Regions from separate parts of the Mus musculus genome. Here all the other regions are linked to region 3. The links are chromatin contacts, called in public promoter capture Hi-C and targeted proximity ligation maps. All regions are on one chromosome and are shown on one strand. The core of a region is the stretch at or near the end of the contact, and the rest is flanking DNA. Distances in the headings are between cores, read along the strand shown. Region 1 holds the start of Clcf1 (cardiotrophin-like cytokine factor 1). Region 2 holds the start of Rnaseh2c (ribonuclease H2, subunit C). Region 3 holds the start of Ctsf (cathepsin F). Region 4 holds the start of Coro1b (coronin, actin binding protein 1B). Region 5 overlaps Kdm2a (lysine (K)-specific demethylase 2A).

Region 1 (4,884 bases), core at 1,129-3,628, 640 kb after region 3:
AAGGCAAGTCTTTCCTTGTGAAGTGAGTCCGGGAGCTGCGCTTAGGCTGAGGGAAAAGCTGCTCCACTATGCCACAAGAGGGCCCTGGGTTTCTCAGGGAGATGAGAGGAAAGCCACTGCTTTCTGGTCAGCAGCCCTCTGAGGCCGCCGGAAAAGAAGCGAAGGAAATAGCCCAGAGCGAGTGTGCGGGTGAACTGGAAAGGCTGTTGTGGTCAAGGATGTACAGGAGGGTGTGGGAGGGGCTGCAGAGAGTGCAGGAGCCAGGGTGTGAACAGGCAGGTGGGATTATGGGGAGGAATGTGAAGTGTCAGGAATCAGTAGCTAGTGTGTAGGGCTGGCTTGCAGAAGTGTGAACTGGACACTTGGGTGTGCAGCCGGGAGCCCATTACTCCAGTCAGCAGACAGTTCTGAGGTTGCCCAGGGACACCAGCTTCCATTTCTAGTTGTTCCTCTTCCTTGAAGTGTGGCTACCGGACACTAGAGCTATAAGGGTGCACCTTGACTGTTAAGAGAAGTCAGAACTTTCGGCTGGTGGTGAGGGGGGCGAACGGGATGGTGGTGTGTACTGACTGGACTGAGACAGATGCCTGTCAGGGACAATGAAAGCCAGAGATTTCCCTGCTCAGATTCAGAGAGAGAGACAGACAGACAGACAGAGAGAAAGAAGAAAGAGAGGAAGAAGAAGAAGAAGAAGAAGAAGAAGAAGAAGAAGAAGAAGAAGAAGAAGAAGAAGAAGAAGAAGAAGAAGAAGAAAGTGAGAGAGAGGTGTGAATGATGTTCCCCACCTCTAGTCTCTCTCTAAGATTCGGTCTGCCGCTGCCATATACATCCATCCTCCTGTCTGCCCTCCTTTCTTTTGGCAGGTTCTTCCTGCTCCTAGGCTCTGGAGAACACGGAGATTGGGGGTCTCCTAGAGGAAAGCCTTCTGCACCCCAGTGTAATAGAAAGGTAGGTGAGAACATGGGTGTGGGGACTTTGAAGAAGCTACGCGGACTTTGCTTGAGGGGATCAGCTCCAAGAACTGGGGCGGTGGAAGTTGGCAGTTCGCTGGCCCTACCTTCTCGACCGTGACCTCTCGATCTCGGACCCCTCCCGGCGGCGATGGCGCCTTCCCCTTGTGTGGCCCCGGCGCCCCCGGCCCCGCCCCCCCGTTCGCTCCCTTCCCGGCGGCGGCGGGGGCGGAGGCGGGGTCCGGGCGTTGGGCTTCGGGGCTCGGCTGAGCCGCTGCCCGCTCCGGCGCGTCCACTCCCTGCCTGGCCCGCCCTCCTGCCACGGGCCGCCTAGCCAGGCAGCCGCTCGAGGGGCTGCCGGCAGTCTCGGCGCTCCCGGCCGCTGACGGACTTTTTCCTGCTGGGTCCGGCCAGGCTGCGTCTCCCCCACAACACCCTCCTGCAGTAATCACTCCCAGGCCACCGCGGGCTCGGGGCCCCGGCCACCCCGCCGCGCCTACCTGCCTCTGGCTCCCAGGCGGTGGGCAGCATGGAGGGCTCCGGCCACGCCGCGCGCAGCGTAGTAACCGGAGTCCCGTGGCGGCCCGGCCCGGCCCGGCCCGGCCCAGCTAGGTTTGCTCTGCCCTCCGCCCTCCTCTCGCGCGCCCTCCTGCCCTCCCCGCGGGCCGAGGAAGGAGTTCAGCGCGGCCCGAGGTGTCGGCCTCCCCCTCGCTTCCCGCTGCTCGGCCGCGGGCTCCCCCTCTGCCTCTCTCCCTCCCTCTTCCTCTCCTGGCCCCCTCCTCCCTTGCGCCGCGGCCCCCCCCCCACACCCTCGCTGCCCGCCTCGGACTCGCTCGCCCCGATTCTGGCGCGGGGCTCTGTGTCCGCGGGTTCCCTGGGACCCCGCCTCGCCGCGGCTCCAGGTGGCCGCCCGTCCAGGTCTGAGGGTTGTCCAGGCTCCCCGCCGCGTTCTCAGCCACCTCCTGGCTCCGCCAAGCGGACTCCAGGAATGCCGCGTCCCCACCCGGCCCCTCTCGAGGGCGCCCGGCCGTACCTCCCCAGCCCGAGCTCTGCTCCCCGGCCCGGCCCGGGCTTGGGGCTCCGAGGGTGGGGAGGAGGACGGGAACCGGATCTCACTGGTGCTGGGCGGGGGCGGAGGCCTCGGCCTCGGACGCCTGGCTCCTACCTGCTCGGAGGTCCATGGGGCTGGGGGCCGGGCCGGCCGGGCGCGGCTCCTCTCCCAGAGGCTGGCGGAGTGGGAGGGCGAGCCGCGGCTCCGGCGAAGCTTTAATAATCCCATCCGCCAGGCCCACTCGCAGGTTTTTTTCTCTCGGTTTCGCATTTTTTTTTCGGTGTGGGACATTCTGCAAACTTTTTTTTTTCTGACGTGTAAAGCTGTAACCACAAATTGTAGCAGCCCTCCCCGGGTGGGGGGAAGAGGGGGGAGGAGGGAAGGGAGGGCTTCTGGGGCTCCTCTCCCTCCCACAACACTGAGGGGGGGGGTGGTGAGGTGAGGCAAGGCTGCGACGGTACCACCCTAGGCCTCCTGGGGGAGGGGGCAGGGAGGGCATCGTCCCTCGGCAAACTCCTGAGAGCTTGGAAAGGGAGCTGGCCTTGGTGTGGGCTTCTTCCTTGGTGTCGGCCAAGGCATGCTGGCCTTCTTCCCTCTGCTCATTGCCGGGTTGAGGGTCCCTGTACCCACTCTACCTCTGCCTCTTCATTCTAACCTTCCCTCCCCCTCCCACTTGAGTAAATGCAATGACACATTCTCTCAAATGCCAGCAAGCTGGCCTCCAAGCAAGTGATGGTGTTTTTCCTGCTGCCCTTTGTCTGGGCTGACCGCCCCCCTTGCCTATTGTCCCGCCACTTGTCCCACTTCCAAAAGCTAGAGCTAAGTGTGGCGCCAGGGGCTGGGGCAGGTGACTAACCAGCTCACAATGCCCCCTGAGGAGGGGAGAGGGCACCAGGGCCCAGCTTCTCAGTCAAGTTCACAAGGGTTTTCATTCTTCCCGGTGACCAGGGAGAGTGCACATGGGTGGGGGATTTGTAATTCATTAATCAGCACAAGGCACCGGACCAGTTTCAACACCAGAGGCTTCACGGGTGACTCAGCGGGAACTCGAAGATTCAAGGCCATGGATAGACCCAGCATCCCGTTAGTGAAAAGCTTCCCCATCGAGACATTTGGCATCCTCTTCCCTTTGGGGGTTTGGGTTGTTGGTTTTTCCGGTGGTGAGGTAGGGGTGGTTTGGCTAAGAGCATTCTCCCTCCTTCCCCTCAGGCCTGGGTTGGGACTTTCTGAGTGGGAGACCTAGGGGACCCATAAGCCTAGACCCTCCCAGGAGGGTCTCCTTTCCTCCTCCTTCCTCCCTCTCCAGAGGGCTGCCAGGGAGAGCGAGGGAGCATGAGAGCTAGTGCAGAGGAAACAGCTGTCATCTGGGGCTTGGAGGCAGCCCCATTCTGTGATTTTTCTTGGGGGACAGTCATTTGGTCCCCAAGTCTTGGGTGCTTGTAGAAGCATTCCACCAATTAAGTCATCTGATAAGTTGCTGTGTTGTTTCTCTGTAGTCTCACCAGGGGTAGATAGCGGTGGCAGCCAGCCGTGGAAGGTGATGCCTGTCTCTGGAATGGCATGAGGTATTCACCCCCCCCCCCACTTCTGCTGGGACCCCTGGGAAAGGAGGGCACTCTGCCAGTCCAACACAGCCCCTCCAGCCTGTGGGTCAGCGTGGGCATCAGTCATGGCCAGTGCTAGTTTCCCAGGGCGGCACTTCCCTGTTCTGCACTGGAGAACTGGGGTGGGGGGGTGGGGGGGTTGGGAAAAAATTTGTTTTCAATTACCTCACTGGAGTGGGACAGACTTTGTTGTTGGGGTGTTTCTTTCTATTTTTTTCCCCTCTTTCCCTTCCTTTCTTTCTCCCTCACCCCCCCCCCCCTTTTCTGAACAAGAAGAAAAAGCTGAGAATGGAGAGCTGGTCTGGGTGGGGGCAGGGAAGTCTAGAGCATCAGTAGCTGCTCTGATGAAAAGTGCCTTGGAGGGGCCCTGTGAAAAGTGCTTAGACCTCCCTCCCCCACCTCCCCACCCCCCACCAGCCAGGGCTCTGGAGTTTCAATGGCATTCTTGGCCAGTGAGCCTAACCATCTCTTGGTGCGCTTGCCAAGGTCAAGAAGGCAGATGCCCACAAGTAAGTGACCCAGAGTGGACCAGGAGGTCCCCCTAGCATCTACCACCCCTTCTGAAGGGAGCAAGGAAGGGAAGGGGAGCAGCTTGGAAGCCCGGCTTGGGCTGTGCAGCTCCACAGCTCACCCCTGGTGGAAAGAAAGGCTTTGCAGACAATGTGGTTTGGATTTGGCTGAGCCCCTCAGCACCTTATAAAGCACCTTGCTGAGTCAGGGGGAACCGCCTGGATGAAGAGAGAAGTAAGGAGGGCTGAAGGGGAGAGAAAAGAAAGGAGAAGGGACCTGGGAAAAGAGAGAGGAGACACAGGGAGACAATAGAATGAGGAGAGTGTAGCAACAGAAGGGGAAAGACAGCAATGAGGAGGAATGGCCTCTCAATGAGGCTGGAGAGGGGAGTGCTGACCTGCTCCACCCAGCTGTGTCTCAGAGGCATTGGCCTGCAGAAACTGGGCAGCTGTTCCCAGTAGATTCAGCCCAGGTTGCGAGCAGACAAACAGCTTTACACATGGCTCCTGGGGCACCCTCTTTGCCTTCTGATTCTTAATGTAGTGACCCCATATTCTAAGAAAGTCAAATTCTCCCTTAGCCCCATGTCTGGACTTGCCTCTCTGCCCTCTCCCATCACCCAGTGAGGGCCACCCCCCAACTCTACAGTGCCAAAGGGAAAATCAGCTCCATCTCCAAGCTGCCGGTGCCCCTCTGCCATGTCTGGGCAAAGGCACCAAGCAAGAAGCTGCCAGGTGGGGTGGGGTGGGGGACAGAGTAAAGACTTCAC
Region 2 (4,306 bases), core at 1,270-3,769, 750 kb before region 3:
GTACCTGGCTCTGAGGAGCCCCCTGTCCTTTCCTATTATGTCCTTAACCACCCAGCCCATTCTGCTGAGAGCAGCTGGCGTTCCCAGGATCGCAGCTAAACTGATGACACTGAAAAGGTTCCCATGTCCTCAGACCACAAAGGGCTCCCTCATTACTGCCATACACCCAGACACAGGCTGGCAGGGCAGCGACCCATCCTGGCAGCCTTCACTGGCTGACAAGTACCCAACCAGAGCTGCTCTTCTAGCCTTTGGCCCCCAACACTGCAGACAGGGAAGCTGCTGGTCCACACCAAGAGTAAGTGAGAGGCAGGCAGGCAGCCCAGCTCCACAGCCCTTCTTCCTCATAAGCTGCTGTGTACATGTGACGCTTACTCCGCCTCCTGTGCTCTATTGCTTTAGGCTATGAACTCTCGAAAGTAGAAGGGAAGACCGGAACTCCTGAGAAACCCCTGTCAGATCTTGGCCTCCTATCCTACCGAAGTTACTGGTCCCAAACCATCTTGGAGATCCTGATGGGGCTGAAGTCGGAGAGCGGGGAGAGGCCACAGATCACCATCAAGTGAGCCCAAATGCCCACCTGGGGGTTGTGGTTTGGTCTGTCTGTTCCTGGGGTTTCTGGGGACAGATGAATATCTTCAGGGGACTGAACTTTCCCCCACTTCCACCCCCACAGTGAGATCAGTGAAATCACTAGTATCAAGAAAGAAGATGTCATCTCCACACTGCAGTATCTCAACCTCATCAATTACTACAAGGTTAGGAGGCATGCTCAGGGGATAGATGAGATATGGATGCAGGCTCTGAGCTGACATGAGCTGGCTCTATCTCTTGCTCAGGGCCAGTATATCCTAACTCTGTCAGAAGACATCGTGGATGGGCATGAGCGGGCTATGCTCAAGCGGCTCCTTCGGATTGACTCCAAGTGTCTGCACTTCACTCCCAAAGACTGGAGCAAGAGAGGAAAGTGGTGACACACACTACCCATTGCCATACCACGAGAGCTGGCCGAACCATGGCTAGCACCCTGTCTTGTCCCATTTGAGCTTCGAAGAGGCACGCAAAGTGAGACAGGCCGAAGAACAGACCCAAGAGGAGAAGAGGCCTAGGAGGGGCCCACTAGTGGCCAGTGCCAAGGCAAGCTCAGGTCTAGGCCAACTCCGAGGATAACTGGCTTACTGGCCCAGGTCCGCTCTGAACACGTGGACCAAAGGGATCCAGGCAGCTGTGTACATTAAGATGGGTGGGGAGCATTCTGTACAGGACCGGTGATTGTAAAAATTTCTTTTATAAAGGAGGAGCTGGAGGGTGGGGTGGGCGCTGGTTGCAAAGTTCTGGCCCCTCTTGCCCCCAGAAATAAATTGTTTATATAGGCAGAGCTATCAGGAGTTCTTACCAAACTGGGTGCCATGTAATGGCAGCTTCAGGGTGCTAAGGTGCCCACAGACTCAGGCATTGTGAAGATCTCATTTATTGGGATAGAAACAGTCGCTCCAAGTGGTGAGAAGGGATCTGTGACTGTCATTCTCATGATCTGGTTCTCAGTCCTCAGGGACCTGGGCGTGAATCTGCAACAGGAGTCACTTCTACTTTGTGACTTATAATACACAGCAGTTGGGTGGGGACCCAGCTGCTCAGGGTGATAGCCTCGTCTAAGAGAAAAGTGGGGAATGCCCCCCACCACTGGGAGTTTGGGCCTCCGGAGCCATGATCCCCGTGGTGTTTATTGCCCTAAAGCCCCCAAATCACTAGAGACACTATTCAAATCGGATAGAAGGACTGACCAAGTCTGAGGAGGAAAAGGGCTCCTGAGTATACGTACCGCTGCTGCGAGGCTGGGCCAACCTAGGGCCCTATGCACTTTGGCATCTGGACCCGGGACCGTTTCCAGACCCCACAAGGTGAAATGGCTGAAGCTGCCGGTGGCCCCGATAAGGCGGTCCTGGAAAAGGCCGGGTTGAGACTCGGGACAGCAGCTACTGCCCTCACCCCAAACCTACCATCTCCCTTTGCTCACGAAGTCCCGCTCCAGCGGCTCCTGCGCCTCGTCCGCTTTGTCCTCCGCGTCCCCGGAGAAGTTCAGTTTCCCTATCAACCCCTCTCCCTTCTCCTCCGTCACCATCACGAATCCCGCAAACCCTGGCGGCACAGCTACCTCCTCGCCCCGCAGGCCGCGACCGCGAAACGACGCCTGTAGCCCTGCAGGAGGGACATGCAAAGCCATCAGGCCAGCCTGGCCACGGGAGGATGTACGGGTGGCGTCTGCCGCGGGCCACGAAGCCCGAGAGCCGCGGGGCCTGCTCGGACTCACCGTCTGCATCGTGGCGGACGGCGGGCGTGAAGAAGCGATCTACCGGGGCCGGCCGGCTGACTAGAACGTCGCAGGGCAGGAGGTGCAGCTTAGCCGGTGCGGCACCACGCAGCGAGCCAGGGCGCAGGTGAATACGCTGTTTCCCGTCTGCCGCTTCCTCCGGGTTCTTCATCTCAGAAGCTTGTAAGGTTCAGGCAAAAGCTGGCGGGTGAGGAACGCAGGGCCTGTCGGGAGACCGAGCACACTAGATGCAGAGCCTTATGGGAAACGTAGTCTTTTCTCTGGCTGTTCTCTGTAAGCACCTGCCTTCCTGTGCTCAAGTCTTTATGTGTGATCTCATTCTTGTGCCTCCACTTCCCAGTGCTGGGGTTTAGCTTGCGCCACCGTGCCCACCCAGCCCTAATATTTTTATGGTTTTTGTCGTTTGAAAGCAAGCAAACAACAACAAAAAACTGAACGGATTCCTAGAAGAGTCCTATTTAAATAGGTTGTCTGACAAACTATTTTTGGTGGTGATGAGGATTGGACTCAGGGCCTTGGACATATTAAGCACGTGCTCTAGGACTACCATCCTGTAGGGAAAAAAGGCCAAAGAAAGAACACCCGACCCCTGACTTGACTCTAAAACCAGTGTAAATGTTACAGCTCTGAGGAGAAAGGTATCCTGGCAGTTGGGAGCCAAAAATACTACGAAATCACATCCTACAACAAACCTCACATAAGAGAGTTATTGGAAAAGAGACAGGAGGGAAGGCGGCTGTCTCTGCTCAGAAGCAGCAAAGAACGGAGCAGGAGGGTTTTGGAGATGGGGCAGAACTATCCAGAGTGCTCTGAGAATGGAAGGATTTTGCAACCTGATGTTGGGGCAGCTCAGGGACTGATGCAATCTGTGGCTTCATCTTGGGTGGGTTTTGTTGTTTTGTTTTTTCTTTTCTTTGTTTGTTCGTTTGTTTGAGATAGGGTTTCTCTGTGTAGCCCTGGTTGTCCTGGAACTCACTCTGTAGACCTGGCTGGCCTTGAACTCAGAAATCCGCCTGCCTCTGCCTCTCCTGTGCTGGGATCAAAGGCCTGCGCCACTATGCCTGGCTTGTTTTGTTTTGTTTTGTTTTGTTTTGTTTTGTTTTGTTTTTTCCTTAAGGCAGGGCCTGGTTAATTTCCAGTGGGGCTGGACATAATGATTAGAGAAGTCTTGAGGGCAGGGCCTGGCTGCTCAAACCTCAAGGGAAACACACTGCCCCTGGCCTGTCTCCATGCCTTAAGACTTGGAGATTCCAGCAAATAATATTTCACTGTTGGTCTCCAAGTAATCCTTCCAGCTGCGCTGTATTTCCCACCAGCTCACACTGCACATGCCCCACCAGCTCACACTGCACATGCCCCACCAGCTCACTGCACATGCCCCACCAGCTCACTGCACATGCCCCACCAGCTCACTGCACATGTCCTACCAGCTCACACTGCACATGTCCTACCAGCTCACTGCATATGCCCCACCAGCTCACTGCACATGCCCCACCAGCTCACGCTGCACATGTCCCACCAGCTCACTGCACATGTCCCACCAGCTCACACTGCACATGCCCCACCAGCTCATTGCACATGCCCCACCAGCTCACTGCACATGCCCCACCAGCTCACACTGCACATATTGTACCTCCTTACACCCATTGTCAAGCCATCTCATACGTTCCAGTGGGCTTTCCCAGCCTGAACCACTAATCAATAGCCCGAATAATAGCTCTTAGCTGTACCTTTCAACTATCAAAGGGACTCAGCTGCTCTGACAAGCGTGTGGTCTAACTGAAGCTGCTGATTTGACTCTGCTAAGATGTGTATGGATCTTTTCTGCGGAATTCTGCCACCAACCATGTACAGACCTTAAAATTTGTTTTGTTTTTTGTTGTTTTTGTTTTTGAGCCAGGGTTTTTCTGTGTAGCCCTGGCTGTCCTGAAACTTGCCCTATAGACCAGGCTGGGTTTGAACTCAGGAAATCCA
Region 3 (4,818 bases), core at 1,039-3,538:
AAGGCAAGGGCTTTATTAACTGAGTCCCTGCCATAGTCCCTGAAGCTGTTTGTAAGGATAGATCCCTGGGGCCGGCAGAATAAGACATGAGGGAAGCCGACTTCAAAGTGAGAGACATGCTCAACTTTGGGGGCCCAAATTGGAACAATGACTTGTTGAATATAAAACCAGTAATCTAAATGAGACCGAAGGGTGTCACCCAGGAGAGGTTACCGGAAAGGCCATGACAGAGGAAATCCAAAGGAGAAAATCTGGTCTAAGTCTTACCCATCCTGCCTAGAGGGATGAAGCCCATGGTTTCCGGTTAGGAAGACAAAACGGAAGGAGGAAACCAGGCCACTCCTTGACAAGATGACTGCCTAGAAAGCTGGATAGGACCCTAGGGATATGGGCTCCTTGAGAGACACAGGATCCTTTTTGTTTGGTTTCGGACCCCTGGACCAGGGACTGAGGTGCATATGTTTCATATCAAGGCAGACCTGGCCTCCAGCTTCTCCCAGCACCCCTCAGTCCCTACCCTGGCATACCCAGAAGCTCTTCCAGACACAATCCAGGCATTTTGGTCTCCTCACTCTCCCTTTTCTCTTCTTTTCTTCTCTCTCTGTGTGGGCCCTTTCTCCCCTTCTCTCCCTCATCTCCTCTTCCCATGGTGATTTCCGTGGCCTAATCACTGGGGCCAGTGAACTCGCCAGAGAGCAGCTTCCCAATAAACCAGCAGTTAATATCATCTTATCTGCCTTGATCTGGCTCAGTTTACCACCGGGGAAATAAGGTATCACTGTGTACTTTATCTCCTTAGTATCAAGGTGCCGTGACGGGAGAAGGCCCAGGCCTGACGGAGACAGATGACAAGGCTGGGGCCTACCTTCCCTTGATTCATAAGTCCGGTTATAGGTGGTCATGAAGTCCTTGAAGAGTGGAGCCATCTTCACAGAGAAGTCCTAGGAAGGCGGAAGGATGTTCACTTACAAGTCCAGCCAGACCCCAGTGAGCTGACTGAGCTCTACCCTGGAGGACCAAGACAGGGAAGTCACTATGGGAAGAGGAAGTGAGGGGGAAGAGAGAGAAGGGGCGTGCAGAGAAAGAGAAGAGAAGGGAAAGAGGATTAAGGGGCCTTTGTCTCTCCTCGACACAGGGTCTTCACCTGGGGCAGGGGATCCTTGTCCAACAATGGAAGGAATGAGCTGAAAGTCGCATTTCTAAACTCTGGATAGGGTCGGAACAGAGAAGTAATTAAGGCTGGATTCTGACTCAAGTATGGTCTGGGCTCTCCCAGTCTCCTTGAGCAATCCCAGCACCTGTGACCTTGGCATTCACTGGGCTACAGTCCCTCCTCAGCAGCAAGTGTTCTTTTAGCTCTTCCAGGACTTCAAAACTGCAGAGCTGGAGGCATAGAAAGAAGACGGTCTTGGGACAGTTTGAAACAAGGTCCTGGCAAGAGCAGCTAGAAGTTCCTCAAAGGAGAGCCACATGGAAGGCAGTCATAACTTGGTGAAAGAGGGAGGCCAGCAGCAGACACCCAGCACCCCAACACCCACCCTTTCAGAGCATCTTGGTCTCTAACTTGGTATCTCAGGAGTAACCAATGCCTCGACAGGACCCACCATTCCAATTGTTTGCCAGCTAGGGCCAACAATAGCTGACCTCTTCACTCACCACTGTTTTCTTCGTCTCAGGCAGTGGGCACACCAGGGGATCATTGCAAGGTGGCTCCTCTAGTGTGGCTTCCAGGGAGAACAGAGAGCCCTGGCCGGCCTGGATGGAGAAGAAGTTGGGGCTGGCCCAGCCATCCCCTCCCCCTTTACTCCTCTTAGGAGACCATTGCCCATCTGTGCCTCCCTACCGGATACAGGTCTAAACAGGTCCTTCCCTCCCCTGTCCTGGCCATCATCCCAAATTTAAGCCAAACTCCACCTTGCACCATTCCTGGGCCCAGGCCCCGCGCCCGCTCCCCGCGCGTCCTCACCCGGCGGACGCGTCCGCGCACCGCTCCTAGCACGGCCCTTGTCCCCGCAGCACGGCCGTAATTGTACATGTCCAGCGCGAAGCGGGCGGGGGCCAGCAGCTCCTGGGACGACAAGTTCCAGGCCTGCTCGTCATCTGCCCAGGGCTTGGCGGGGACGGGGCTCAGGGCCACAGTCGAGAGCAGTGTCAGCAGCCACAGAAGCTGCAGTAGGGGCGCCATAGCGAGGTCGAAGCTGCTCGCCCGGATTCACTGACCCACAAACACACGGATCAAGAGACCCGAGGCGGAGCCTGCTGTCAGAGGCCACAGAGAGTTTCCCTACAACGTTGGAGAACGCCGGGGCGGCCAATGGGCACCGATTCCTGGCGCTTGCGCGCTCGCTTATTTACGCGAGGCACGTGGACCACGGGGTGCGGGATGCGGGGGGGGGTGGGTGGGGGGGTGGAGAGGGTGGAGTGAGGGGAGAGGACACTAGGTTGACAATAAAATAAGAATCTACGCCCTTTTCTATCTTACGCAGGAAAAGCCAGATCCTTTTAACCATGGCAGACCTGTGAGGTCAGTGCAGTCCCATTGCGTAGATAAAGAAAAAGAAGCTTACAGATGACTCTGATAAGAGGTGAACCCAAACAATTGGTTCCTCAGCCTGCCTTCACGGTGTGATCTCACCTTTGAGGCACCTATTGTCATTCACCAGACGGTCAGTAATATTATGGGTTGTGGGACCAGAGGATGTAGGTAGTTCAGTGGCTAGTGTTTGCCTAGCTCTCACAAATGCCCTGTGTACCATCCCCGAGCACGGAATAAACCTAGCCTGGTGAGGCACTCAGGAAGAGACAGAAAGTTCTGAAGTTCAAGGTCATTCTTGGATACCTAAGAGAATTTGAGCGTAGGCTACATGAGTCTGGCTGTTGTGAGGCTTAAAAGACATCTATATAATCAACAAAGCTGTGCAAAGGGTGGATCGTACCGTAAATCACTTAAAAGCACTGTGTTCCAGGACTGCCAAGGGACAGCGTCACAACTGAAAACAGAGGGTGGGAAAAAAATCTCCAAAGTGTAAAAATGTATGAGGGAATAACAAATTGAATCATAAACCAAGATGCATTCTCGTAAGCCTCTGCACACTTGGAGAGGGACCGGAAAGGAGGGTTTTTTATTATTGAAAGGGAAATGTCCATAAACTGCTTGGATACAAAAATCCATTGGTTTTGTATCGGAGAGGCAAAAATTATCCTCAGCTCATTGAAGGAGCTGTCGTATGTTATCTAAAGCGGTTAAAATCAGCCTTGTCACAGAAATCTTGTGTGTACGTGAGGAGTGTGCAGGGTATGTATATATGAAGGAGTTTTTTGAAGTCTTTAAGACAGTTCCCTTGGTTTGTTTGTCTTCAAAACAGGGCCTATGTAGACTGCTACATCCACTCCAGTAGTGACATGCATGACAGGCCAAAAGCCTGGATCTTGCCCAGGGCCTGCTTCTTTTGTACCACCCCGAGATTGGAGTTTCTGCCTTGTCCTGCTTCCCTATTACAACCTAAAGATTGAGGCTTGTTTCCTTGTCCTTGGCCAATGTCAGATTCCTGCCTAGCAGTACCCTATAGGTCTCTCCACAATGTATCCCATAAAGAATGCATCTACTGGGGCTGGAGAGATGGCTCGGGGGTTAAGAGCACGGACTGCTCTTCCAAAGGTCCTGAGTTCGATTCCCAGCAACCACGTGGTGGCTCACAACCATCTGAAATGAGATCTGGCTCCCTCTTCCGGAGTGTCTGAAGACGGCTACAGTGTACTTAATATAAATAAATAAATAAATAAATAAATAAATCTTAAAAAAAAAAAGAATCGTGCTTATCACTTTAAAAAAAAAGAATGCATCTACTGTATTTATAAACAGCACTTCTATGGGAGAGAAGTTTACGTGACTAGATCACGTTTGCTCTTTTGAGTTTCCTCCTACTTCAACACAGATAATTGAATAGTGTGCTGTAGGCATTTTTATAGAATGTGCATGGCATATTGTAAAGAATTGTTCTCAGTGTCCTCAGCTTCTACCTGTTCCACCCATTGGTGTTAATTCTTGAGGACTTTTACTTAATCAATTATTGCAAATAGATACTCATTTTTGATTTTAGAAAAATGAAATATGCACATTGTGACTATTGATACACTTTTAGTCTTTCTAATTACAACTGCTTTAACAAGAAAAGCAACTAAAAGTATAGTCAGTCATTGCCTATGTTGATTTTTTTTTTTATGCTTGGTGTTCCAAATCAAATTAAAATAGATATTGGAACTGGCTATTACAGCCAAGCATTTGAGATGTTTTGTCAACAATTTAATGTTACCCATGTTACTCATATTTTTTTATAACTCTTAAGGAAAAGATACTGCGGAGCTTTAAATATATATCTTCAAAAATTTTTTTAAATTTGGATGCCTAAAATCTCTCTGAGTGTCTATGGCACTCTACAACCAGGCATACTCATGAAATGAAAGGATCCACATACTGGCACATGACATGATACTGTTCAGGTATTTAATATGGGGAAGAGGGCATTTTTGTGTTTTCTCCACAGAATGCTGCAGCAGGAGCATGCTAGCTGCCAGAGTGATTGGTGAGACAAGCTGATGCTGGGACAAAGACTGATGCTGACCTGTGAGCTGGCTGAGTGCCCTGACAGTGGAGACAGGCAGACTGTTTTGGACTTGAGTTCCTGATCTCAGATTGGACAAACTGCCTTGCTTCAAACTTTTAGCTTGTGGGACTGAGAACATGGAGACTGGAAACCGCCTTCAAAAACGTAATCAAAAAGAAGTTATGACGAGTCTTCTCTTTCCTTTAATGTGACC
Region 4 (4,429 bases), core at 359-2,858, 710 kb after region 3:
AGAAGGGCGGAGAGCAAGGGGTAGGTATGGGATGGTGCAAACCTGCACTGAGAAGCACATTTCGGGCTGTGGGGTGCCAGGTGATAATGCCCACGCGCTTGGTATGCCCCTCGAGCACCACTACTGGCTCTGTCAGAGGGGAGGTCAGCCCATTTTCTGGAATCTGCCATACCTGCGGTAGGGAGACGGAGCATGGGCTCAGGCCTGTGCTTGCCCCTGCTGCCAGCATCCTTCAGCCACACCCTGAGACCCTGACTTGAACGGTCCTTTGCTCACCATGACAGTGCAGTCCTCTGATCCACTGGCAATGACTTCATCATTGTGGGGACACCAGTCAATATCCAGAACAGGCCCCGTGTGCCCACACACTGTCGGGTAGGCCTTGTCAATGCGGCCCGTCTGTAGTCATGAAGAGCAGTCAGAGAAGAACCCAAAGTCCCGACCTCCATTCCTCCCAGTATCTATGGGCCCTCCAAGGTGCAAGAATAATGTGACTGCCCTGGTTCCTGGTGGCCCAGATGTGTCTGCTCCACCCAGCATATGAGGAAATGCCTGCTGCAGCCTCTTATCCACACTTGGTGGCAATAAACACTTTTTCTACTTCCATCAACAATCCATCAGTAGCCACGGGCCAAGAAGTGGCACAAACTGCCCTGCCCACAGGTGTGACCAGAGTGTCCTCAGATGTCCTCTCCACCCTGACCCGCTGAGGCCCACCTTGTTTAGAGGAAGCACCATAAAGGCGCCTCCACCACTGGCTTCCACAATCACTGCCAGGAACTTGGGGTTGACTGCGCAGAAGGTGCTGTCCCAGGTAACTCGGGACACTCGAATGTCCTCATAGCACTGGTCATTCTTGACCGGCTGACCGAATACATGCCGGAATTTGCTCTGCCGCACAACTTTTCGGAAGGACATGTCTGTGAGGGCAGAGACACCTGAATCAGCTCTGCTCTCCAAAGAGACACACAGAGCATGTCACCAGGAAATTGGTCCAGCGTTAGCTGGGAGTCTCTATTTCCCCAGTTATAGAAAGGGCTCATAGGTGCAGACCAACACTCTCTGCCTCCCCATCCCCTCCCTGGCTAGGGGTCTGAGTGTGTGTGTGCTGCTGAAAGGGAGACAGAATTTAGATCTTCTGTAGGTCCCAGATGGTTCCAAGGCGCTTTCCACACCCAGAGTTTGAAGGCTGGGTGATGGGGAGAAGAGGCAGCAAAAGGGGTTGGTTGGTCTAGCAAGGCCGCAGCTCAGTCCCGGGGACTGTGCAAAGAGCTGCAGAAGTCGGGCCTAGGGACCCTGGCTGAACAGGGGTCGAGGATACTGCCAGGTCCTCAAAGTGGCCTTGGAGCACGGTCCAAGTGAACCAGGAACCCAACTTCCAAAGATCCCAGCCCAGAAAGGGAGAGAGGGGCGGCTGGGGGGTGGGAGGGAGTCGGGAATGAAGGTGGGGCGAGGCGCTCTTCCGGCTCGCGCCCCCTGCCCCAGGCCCACGTCTGCGCCCCTAGTCCGTCCCTGCCGCTCTCACCGCTCACCGCTCACCGCTCTCCGCTCCCCAGGGGCGCCGGGGACTGCGGCGGCGACCTCGGGCGGCTCCGGATCCCGGCCTCTGGGAAGCAGGAAGCGGGAATCAGGAAGTGATAGCCGAGGGAGGCGGGGGCGGGGCAAGGTCACGCGCAGAAGGCGGGGCTTTAGGATGTCCCGCCCACGGGGCAAGGCCTAGTCGCCAGGCCCTGGGCTGCTTGTTGAAAGGGGCGGGCCTGCTTGGAGCCGCGGGTACAGACTGTGCGAGTCTCTTGAGGTGGGGTGAAGCCTGCCCTCTGATTTCCCTACCCAGTTCTACCCAAAAGTATTCTCTCGCTCCGCCTCCAATGTTTTCACGTGTTTTTTGTTTTGTGTTTGAGACAGGTTGTTACTCTGCATACTTGCTGGCCTGGAACTAGCAAAGAACTTACAGATATCTGTGCAAGGATTAAAGGCATGTGCCACCACACCCTGCCATAGGTATGGGTTTTAAAGTTGGGGGGTTCCTGATGTCAGATATGTACATTGAAGAGGTGAAAGGCAATCTCTTACATCTTGATGGACTCCTGTGGCTCCTGCTCTGGCTTAGAGAAAATCGAAGTAGAGGATGACAGTGGATCCCATGCATAATGCATGTCCTTTCTCTCCTCCATCCCATCAGAGCCTGGATTTGCCTCCTCATATTTGCCCTATCTCCTCTCATCCTGGAGGACGTAGGTGTCCCTGTTAGGACCCACTGTAGTAAGAGAACACTATTCCTCTGTGTCTACCTCCAGTAACCAGTGGTGATACGAGGCCGTCTTTCCCAGAAAGGGAAGAGGGACGTGGGAAGAGGCAGGGCAGAGGTAAAGGTGCTTTGTTTAGCCTTCATGAGGCCCCAACTGTGTGTGGGAGGCTAAGTGGACTTGTGTCCCACCTCAGTGGTCACTATACTCTGAAGAAACAGGCCTAGAGAGGACAGGTGCTTGATTGAGACCTCCCAGCTGGGATTCAGCCCAACTTTGTTATTTCCAATGTCTTGGGATTTCTCACTGTTTGTAAAACCTGGAGCTAGGGAGGCAGGAGTGTGGCTTGACTTGGGTAGCAGATGTTCACAGGGAAGCCCATATGATGCCAGGTGGCTACAGTTCTAAGTACCACCCCCACCCCCCACATCACCCCACTTCAAATAAAATCCATAGTTCCATGTTCCTATGTCAGAATTCCTGTCTGACCCCAGGGCACCCAGCACTGTCCCCTCTCAGCACGTGTCCCAGTGACAGCAAACCTCAGTTCCCACCTCAGGCTAACACATCCTGCTCCCTTCTTCCTTCTGGAAGCTCTTCCTAGCCTTGGGAAGGCTTCATCCCTCAATGACCCCAGGCCTCAAGTGTCACTTCCCCTGTGGGTCTTTCTGAGCTCTCCTCTCACCCAGTTCTTCCTGTTCCTGGTTCCCATTAATCGTTCTTAGTCCCAGATGCTACATTGTGTAATTATTTGGCACCCTGCTAAGATTCATGCCAGCAAAGGAAAGACAGGGACTTTGTCTTGTGCACTCCCCTTATCCCCCAGCCTCCACCCTGCCTTCCAGTGCCCAGAGGGAGACCCAGCCAGCACCCAGCGTGAGACCACTTCATGCTGGGTGAGCGAATGAGCAGCAGAGCTGAATATAGAATTGCAAAATATTCCTATTCACAGCTCTCAGAACCAACACCTGGCTCCTTTGAAGAGGCACAGGCATCTCACCTGGAGGGGGAAGGCGGACACACACACACACACACACACCCCGCAGTATGTTGCCTGAGCTGGGGACTGTTTTGAGACTGAAGTCTCTCCAAACCTGTGCTGTGAGCCCCTAGGAAGCCCCTTATCTTGTAAAACCTTCTTTTTGAGTAGCAATTCTCCCACGTGGGAAAGGCTCCCTTTGAGAACCGTGGAGGTGGGGCCCTGAGAGATGGGGTGGGCTAAAGTTGGAGGTGGGGAAGTTTTATTCTCTGACCTGTCTGCGGTGTTGAAAAGGCTTCGAGGCCCCTATTAGGAGAAGGGAGCAGAGTGCCCCAAAGGAGACAGACATTAGGCTCTGCCCTTAGAGCCTGTGAAGTCCAGCGAACAACATGGGGAGGAGGTCATTTCCTGTGGAGGAGACACCATGACTGTGTAAGGGGACATATAATTGGCTCCCAGGCTACTCGCCGGGAGGAGGGCTCTGGCTCTAGGCCTCACTGGGTCTCAGGGTGCTCACGCGTGTATCAGATAATGGCCGTCAGTGACTGAAGGCTTGTTTTCTACCAAGGAACCTCCTTACAAATGGGCAGATTAAGTCCCCAAGAACTTTGTTGAAGGCCACACAGTCAATGAGTGGTGGAGACAGGGCCCAAACCCTTAGAGATGCCCTGGACCCTATCCATGGTCTCTAAAACGAAAGGCTGTCCAGAAAGCTATCTGGTAAATGTTCACTAAATACTTGTTAGAGCAATTAATTCAACAAATGCTTCAGAAATCTCTCTCCCACTGGCTTTAGTGCCTCTGGTGTTTGAATAAGAATGGCCTCCATAGGCTCGGATATTTGAATGCCTGGTCACCAGGGAGTGGAACTCTTTGATAAAGATTAGAAGGATTAGGAGGTGTGGCCTTGTGGGAGGAACTGTGTTCATTCACTCTGCCTGTGATTGGGTAGTGCGGGGGTTGGGGTGGATCTCTAGCACTGTGCCTGCCACCCCTGCTACGATGCTCATGAATTAAGCAAGTTCCCAATCCCATGCTTTCCTTTATGAGAGTTGCCTTGGTCACGGTGTCTCTTCACAGCAATAGACTCGTGAGTGACTAAGACAGGGCCAATAGTTCCTTCATGCTACCAGTGTGATTTGAAACTGCCTGGGCCATTCTGTGGCATTCTCGTGTAGCCACAGGCAAGAGAACATACGCTCCA
Region 5 (4,365 bases), core at 1,446-3,945, 540 kb after region 3:
GAGCAGCATGTTTCTCCAGGTGGGGGAAACAGAAGACTGGTTGAATCCCCACCTGCCTCTCTAAGCCAGGCTTTTCTGGGCTCTGGTTTAGCATGGCCCTCTGAGCCCAGGCCTGTGTATAACCTAGCAGCTCACTGACCTGGTGCCTTTTAAGGGGAGTCCTGATTGAAAACCTACCCTCTGCCTGCAGCCTTGGAAGTGTGTGTGCATGTGCCTCTGTGTGTCTGGCTAAGTGTGCTGCACATATGTGCAGGGAAGGAGGGGAGCATGATGGCTCCCACTCCTCATCGCCCTTCTTCAAGCCCCATCAAGCTGCCCCCTTTGACTTTGCATTGAACGGCCTGTCCAAAGATCCTCTCTCTAGGGCAGCAGAGAGCTTTTTGCACTTTAGAAAAAAAAAAAAAATGAAAGAAAGAAAATGGTCGGAACTGTTCTGGGTCAATATTTAGAGTATGAGGAGATGCTCAGCAGAGGCCTGTGGCCAGAGTTTGTCAGTGATACATGCAAATTTGCACTCTGCTCCCCATCTATAGGAGATTGATAATTGATAGCACAGCCTTGCCCCGCCTTCTCTTAGCCCCAAACATATCCCTTCCCACTTCCCACCCCATTTCCTGGAATCTAGCCTCAGACTTTCCTAAACTCCATCAAGAGGGGACAGAGCCCGGGCACCATGAGTCTGAAGTGTGAACCGCCCAAGGAGAGATGCTAACTGTACCCTTGCCACTGCCAAAGCAATAGAGGCAGAAGTGTCCCCTCTGCCACTCAGCCCAGCTTTGACCCTGGCAATAACCAGACTTTTTCCAGGAAAACTGGGTTTCTGGCAAGGGATGGCATTGTTTCTTCCAATCTGCTGATTTCTCTTGGCTGCACCTTAAAAACAGCAGTCTGCTCCCTTGACCCTCTGCCATTCCATTGGTCTTCAGGTCCCAGAATCCTGGGCCTGAAATGTTGAGGAAACGCCAGTGACTTATTCCAGAGTGCCTCAGTTGGGGGAACTTCTGTAAAGAACCCTGGGTGTTGAGCAAAAACCTTATTAATACTATTAATGACCTATAATTAGAAGCTTCCTGACTTTTTTTCTTTTTGGTTGCTCCTGTGGAAAATACTAAAATTACTAAGTTTTGTTTGTTGTCTTTTTATGAAAGGGGAGGTGGAGAGACCCTTTCAGAGCAGGGATTGTGCCGGGAGAGTGCCTCTGCCCTTTGGGACAGTTCATCCACAGAAATTTCTAAGCTGATGGCTTGTCTGGGTTTTGGTCTTTGCATTTGAATTTAGAAAAAGCAAGCATTTTACCGCACAGAAATTTGTCAGTGGAAAAGGGAGCTCAGGGTGGTGGCAGATGGACTGACGCCCTTGCTGGGTCTTTTCTTTAGGACTATGAGGGAGAATGGTTTTTAGAGGTGAGAGTTGGTCCTTGCAAAAAGAGAGAAGTGTCTCCGAGGACGTAGAACATGCGAGTTCATAGTCCTGCATCTACTCTTAGCTGCAGTCTTGCCAGAGCCTGGCCTCAGACTGCAGGACCTGACCTCTGCCTTCATCTTTCCACATACTGGGGCAAAAAAACACAAAGGAAAGGAAGAAAATTATATATATATAATTATATATATATAATATAAAATCACTTGGTGATTAAAAAAATAACTGCTCAATAAATAAAACTCCTAAAGTCACTATGTTTAAAGGGTTTGGTTTTTTGGGGGTGGGTGGGAAATATTGTAAATATATATTTTTTGTTGCTTATTTAGAGTCGATCTCCAATGTTGTGCTAAGATTTTTAAATTAAATGTAAGCATTAAGGGAATGAGTCTTAGGCCACCAGCTGACACATTGGCATTATTTTGGGTCAGGGAAGGAAGAAAGCTAGTTGGACTTTGTTTTCTAAAAGTTTCCCACTTGGTTTTAGAAAGAGCAAAGATGTCTTTCTTCTGACACTTGGGAATGGGAGATATTTGTGTAATAAAATTTTTAAAAGACAAAAAAAGAAATAGCCTCCAATGGGAAATATTTTGATTTGGTTTTCTTTTTTGTTTTTGTTTTTAAATAAAAAGACTTTAAAAACAAAAACTAACCCCTTTCATTTTTGGTGTATGTGTATGTCTATCTAAGAGGATGTCAGAAGGTCATATAGACATGCTGATGTCTTGCTAAAACTAGGAAGTGCCTGCCCCACCACTCTGGACAGAAACATCTGTGGTACAAGCCTGTATACTTACTAGCTTTCTTAATGTCAAAAAGCAACACTTGCTCGATGAAGTTAAATTTTAAAAGTACTTTACATGTGATTGCAGGCGTGTACATATACCATGGCATACTTCTGACCTGTGGAGGTTACAGGGCAGCTTGGAGGAGTCTCTTGTTTTTGTAACCATGTGGAGTTCCATGCTTGTAAAGGTCAGAGGGTAGTTTTTGGACACTTTTTTATGTATACAAGTGCTCTGTCATATTTGCATGCCAGAAAGAGGGCATTGATCCCATTGCAGATGGCTGTGAGCCACCACGTGGTTGCTGGGAATTGAACTGAGGACCTTCGGAAGAGCCAGTGCTCTTAACCAGTGAGCCATCTATACAGTCCTCCAACCCCTATCCCCAAAGCAAACTTTAATGGATGTGTAAGTATTTTATGTGGTAAGGCTAAAGGACCTCCCCAAAAGTAAACAGACTTAGAGCAGTTCCTGGGAACAGCCTGGGCATCTCTGACCTCTTGGCCCCAATAACCAAGACCAACCTCCCATGCTGAAGCCTCCAGATGGCCTGTGGCTGGCATTTGTCCCAACTCTAGGTTAACCATGTGACCAGAGAAGTACTGCCTGCTGCCAGAAATCCTCACTATCTCAGGAGGAGTGGATTCTTACTCATCCTGTTGCCCTAAGCTGACGCCCTGCTCTCTGCTCTAGAAACCGATGGAACACTGGTTACGTTTCCTGAAGATGAGCTATTTGGGTGTTAGCAGAGAAGAGGGGATTGTCAGCTTTGCCTCTGTTCTCATCCTTGCCACCCCTGTTTAGGACCTCAATCAGCACAGCCTCTAGTCCAGAGCTTCTTAACCGGGGGTTGTAGTCCCTTTGGGGTTGCCTAAGACCACTAAAAGAATATTTACATTATGACTCATAACAATACTAAAGTCACTATTTTCAAGTAGCAACAAAAAAAACAGATTTAAGGTTAGGCACCACCACAACATGAGGACTGTATTAAAGGGGCGCAACATTTGTAAGGTTGAGAACCATGGCTTCAGTCCAAATCAGGAGCAAGAATATTTTAATGACTGACCGACCCAGGTGCTGTTTCATACTTAAAACTCATAATGCAGGGGGCTAGGAGTGGTGCTTGCATGCCTTTAATCTCTTGAGTTCAAGGCCCACCTGGTCTACAGAGTGATTCAAGGACAGCTAGAGCTTCACAGAAACCCTATCTTTAACGAGAAATACAAATTTTAAATTTACTTAAGGTTTTATTTTTTTATTTGGAGAGTTCTCTTTATGTAGCCTTGGCTATTCTAGAACCTTCATATAGACCAGGCTGTCCTCAAACTCAGAGATCCACCTTCCTCTACTTTGCCAAGTGCTGGAATTAAGAGTGTGAACCATTATAACCGGCTAATTTGTTGTATATACATTGTCTGTGTATATGTCTGTGTACCATGTGGATGTTTGGTGTCCATAGAGGCCAAAGAGGAATCAGACCCCTGGAACTGGAGTTACAAATGTAAGCCACTACATGCATACTAGAAATTAAAACCAGGTCTTCAGGAAGAGTAACCAGTGCTCTTAACTGCTGAGCCATATCACCAGCCCCTGATTTCTGTTTTTTAGTTATGTGTATTATGTATGTGGATGAGTATGGTTTGTGCACAAGGGCAGTGCCCTCAGGCCAGAAGAAAGCATTCATTCGATCTCCTGGAACTGGGGTTATGGGAGTTTATGGACCATTGGACTTGAATGCTGGGAATCAAATCTAGTCCTCTATAAGAGCAATATGTGCTCTTAACAACTGAGCCATCTGTCTAGCTCAAAGCCTTCTGTGTGTGTGTGTGTGTGTGTGTGTGTGTGTGTAGCTGGAAGGAGGTGTATGTGCCTGTGTGGTTTGGATCCAGAGAAGACATCAAATTCCTTGGAGCTGGAGTTATAGGTATTTAGAAAGTCTCTTTACAAGACTCTGGCTTACTAGGTACAGGAATCTGAACTAGGACCCCATGATTATATAGCAAGTTAACCAATGAAACCATCTTTCTATTTTATTTGCATAGGGCCCTTCAAAAGAAGTATTTTGGGGAGGGGGTGCCTATTCCCCCAGGCCGACTTTGCTAAATGTGCTTGAACATTGGCTGCTTCACACTCTGGATGCACAGTTCTTCCTTTTCCC

Evidence for each region. Promoter capture Hi-C pulls out the DNA fragments that hold promoters and counts their contacts.
Region 1: a contact with region 3 is called in a targeted proximity ligation map of pancreatic cancer cells. A contact is called at or near these places in 1 of 130 datasets of targeted methods (pancreatic cancer cells) and 1 of 9 other capture datasets (adipose tissue).
Region 2: a contact with region 3 is called in a promoter capture Hi-C map of liver, with 3 times the contacts expected there. A contact is called at or near these places in 1 of 39 promoter capture datasets (liver) and 1 of 130 datasets of targeted methods (pancreatic cancer cells).
Region 4: a contact with region 3 is called in a targeted proximity ligation map of pancreatic cancer cells. A contact is called at or near these places in 1 of 39 promoter capture datasets (hippocampal neurons) and 1 of 130 datasets of targeted methods (pancreatic cancer cells).
Region 5: a contact with region 3 is called in a targeted proximity ligation map of pancreatic cancer cells. A contact is called at or near these places in 2 of 39 promoter capture datasets (hippocampal neurons and liver), 2 of 130 datasets of targeted methods (pancreatic cancer cells and stem cell-derived neural progenitor cells) and 1 of 9 other capture datasets (adipose tissue).

What each region holds. Positions count from the first base shown.
Region 1 is chr19:4,211,732-4,216,615 of GRCm38.p6, reverse strand. It overlaps Clcf1 (cardiotrophin-like cytokine factor 1), which reads right to left and starts at 2,378. Exons shown (of 3, transcript NM_019952.5): 1 at 2,116-2,378. The coding sequence starts at 2,131. Gm45928 (predicted gene, 45928) reads right to left here and starts at 2,191. Exons shown (of 4, transcript NR_132309.2): 1 at 2,116-2,191. LOC102631992 (a long non-coding RNA gene) reads left to right here. Exons shown (of 4, transcript XR_003952884.1): 3 at 864-3,566.
Region 2 is chr19:5,600,086-5,604,391 of GRCm38.p6, reverse strand. It overlaps Rnaseh2c (ribonuclease H2, subunit C), which reads right to left and starts at 2,519. Exons shown (of 4, transcript NM_026616.2): 1 at 2,312-2,519; 2 at 2,018-2,199; 3 at 1,823-1,942; 4 at 1,433-1,568. The coding sequence starts at 2,483. The coding sequence ends at 1,542. It overlaps Kat5 (K(lysine) acetyltransferase 5), which reads left to right. Exons shown (of 14, transcript NM_178637.2): 12 at 403-562; 13 at 677-758; 14 at 840-1,378. The coding sequence ends at 974.
Region 3 is chr19:4,852,635-4,857,452 of GRCm38.p6, reverse strand. Ctsf (cathepsin F) reads right to left here and starts at 2,288. Exons shown (of 14, transcript NM_019861.2): 1 at 1,967-2,288; 2 at 1,657-1,755; 3 at 1,299-1,383; 4 at 1,145-1,206; 5 at 866-941. The coding sequence starts at 2,185.
Region 4 is chr19:4,145,833-4,150,261 of GRCm38.p6, reverse strand. Coro1b (coronin, actin binding protein 1B) reads right to left here and starts at 1,608. Exons shown (of 11, transcript NM_011778.3): 1 at 1,526-1,608; 2 at 718-920; 3 at 277-399; 4 at 43-172. The coding sequence starts at 918.
Region 5 is chr19:4,313,846-4,318,210 of GRCm38.p6, reverse strand. Kdm2a (lysine (K)-specific demethylase 2A) reads left to right here. Exons shown (of 21, transcript NM_001001984.2): 21 at 1-2,067. Among named protein-coding and RNA genes, the nearest start is that of Grk2, 9.8 kb to the right of the region's middle.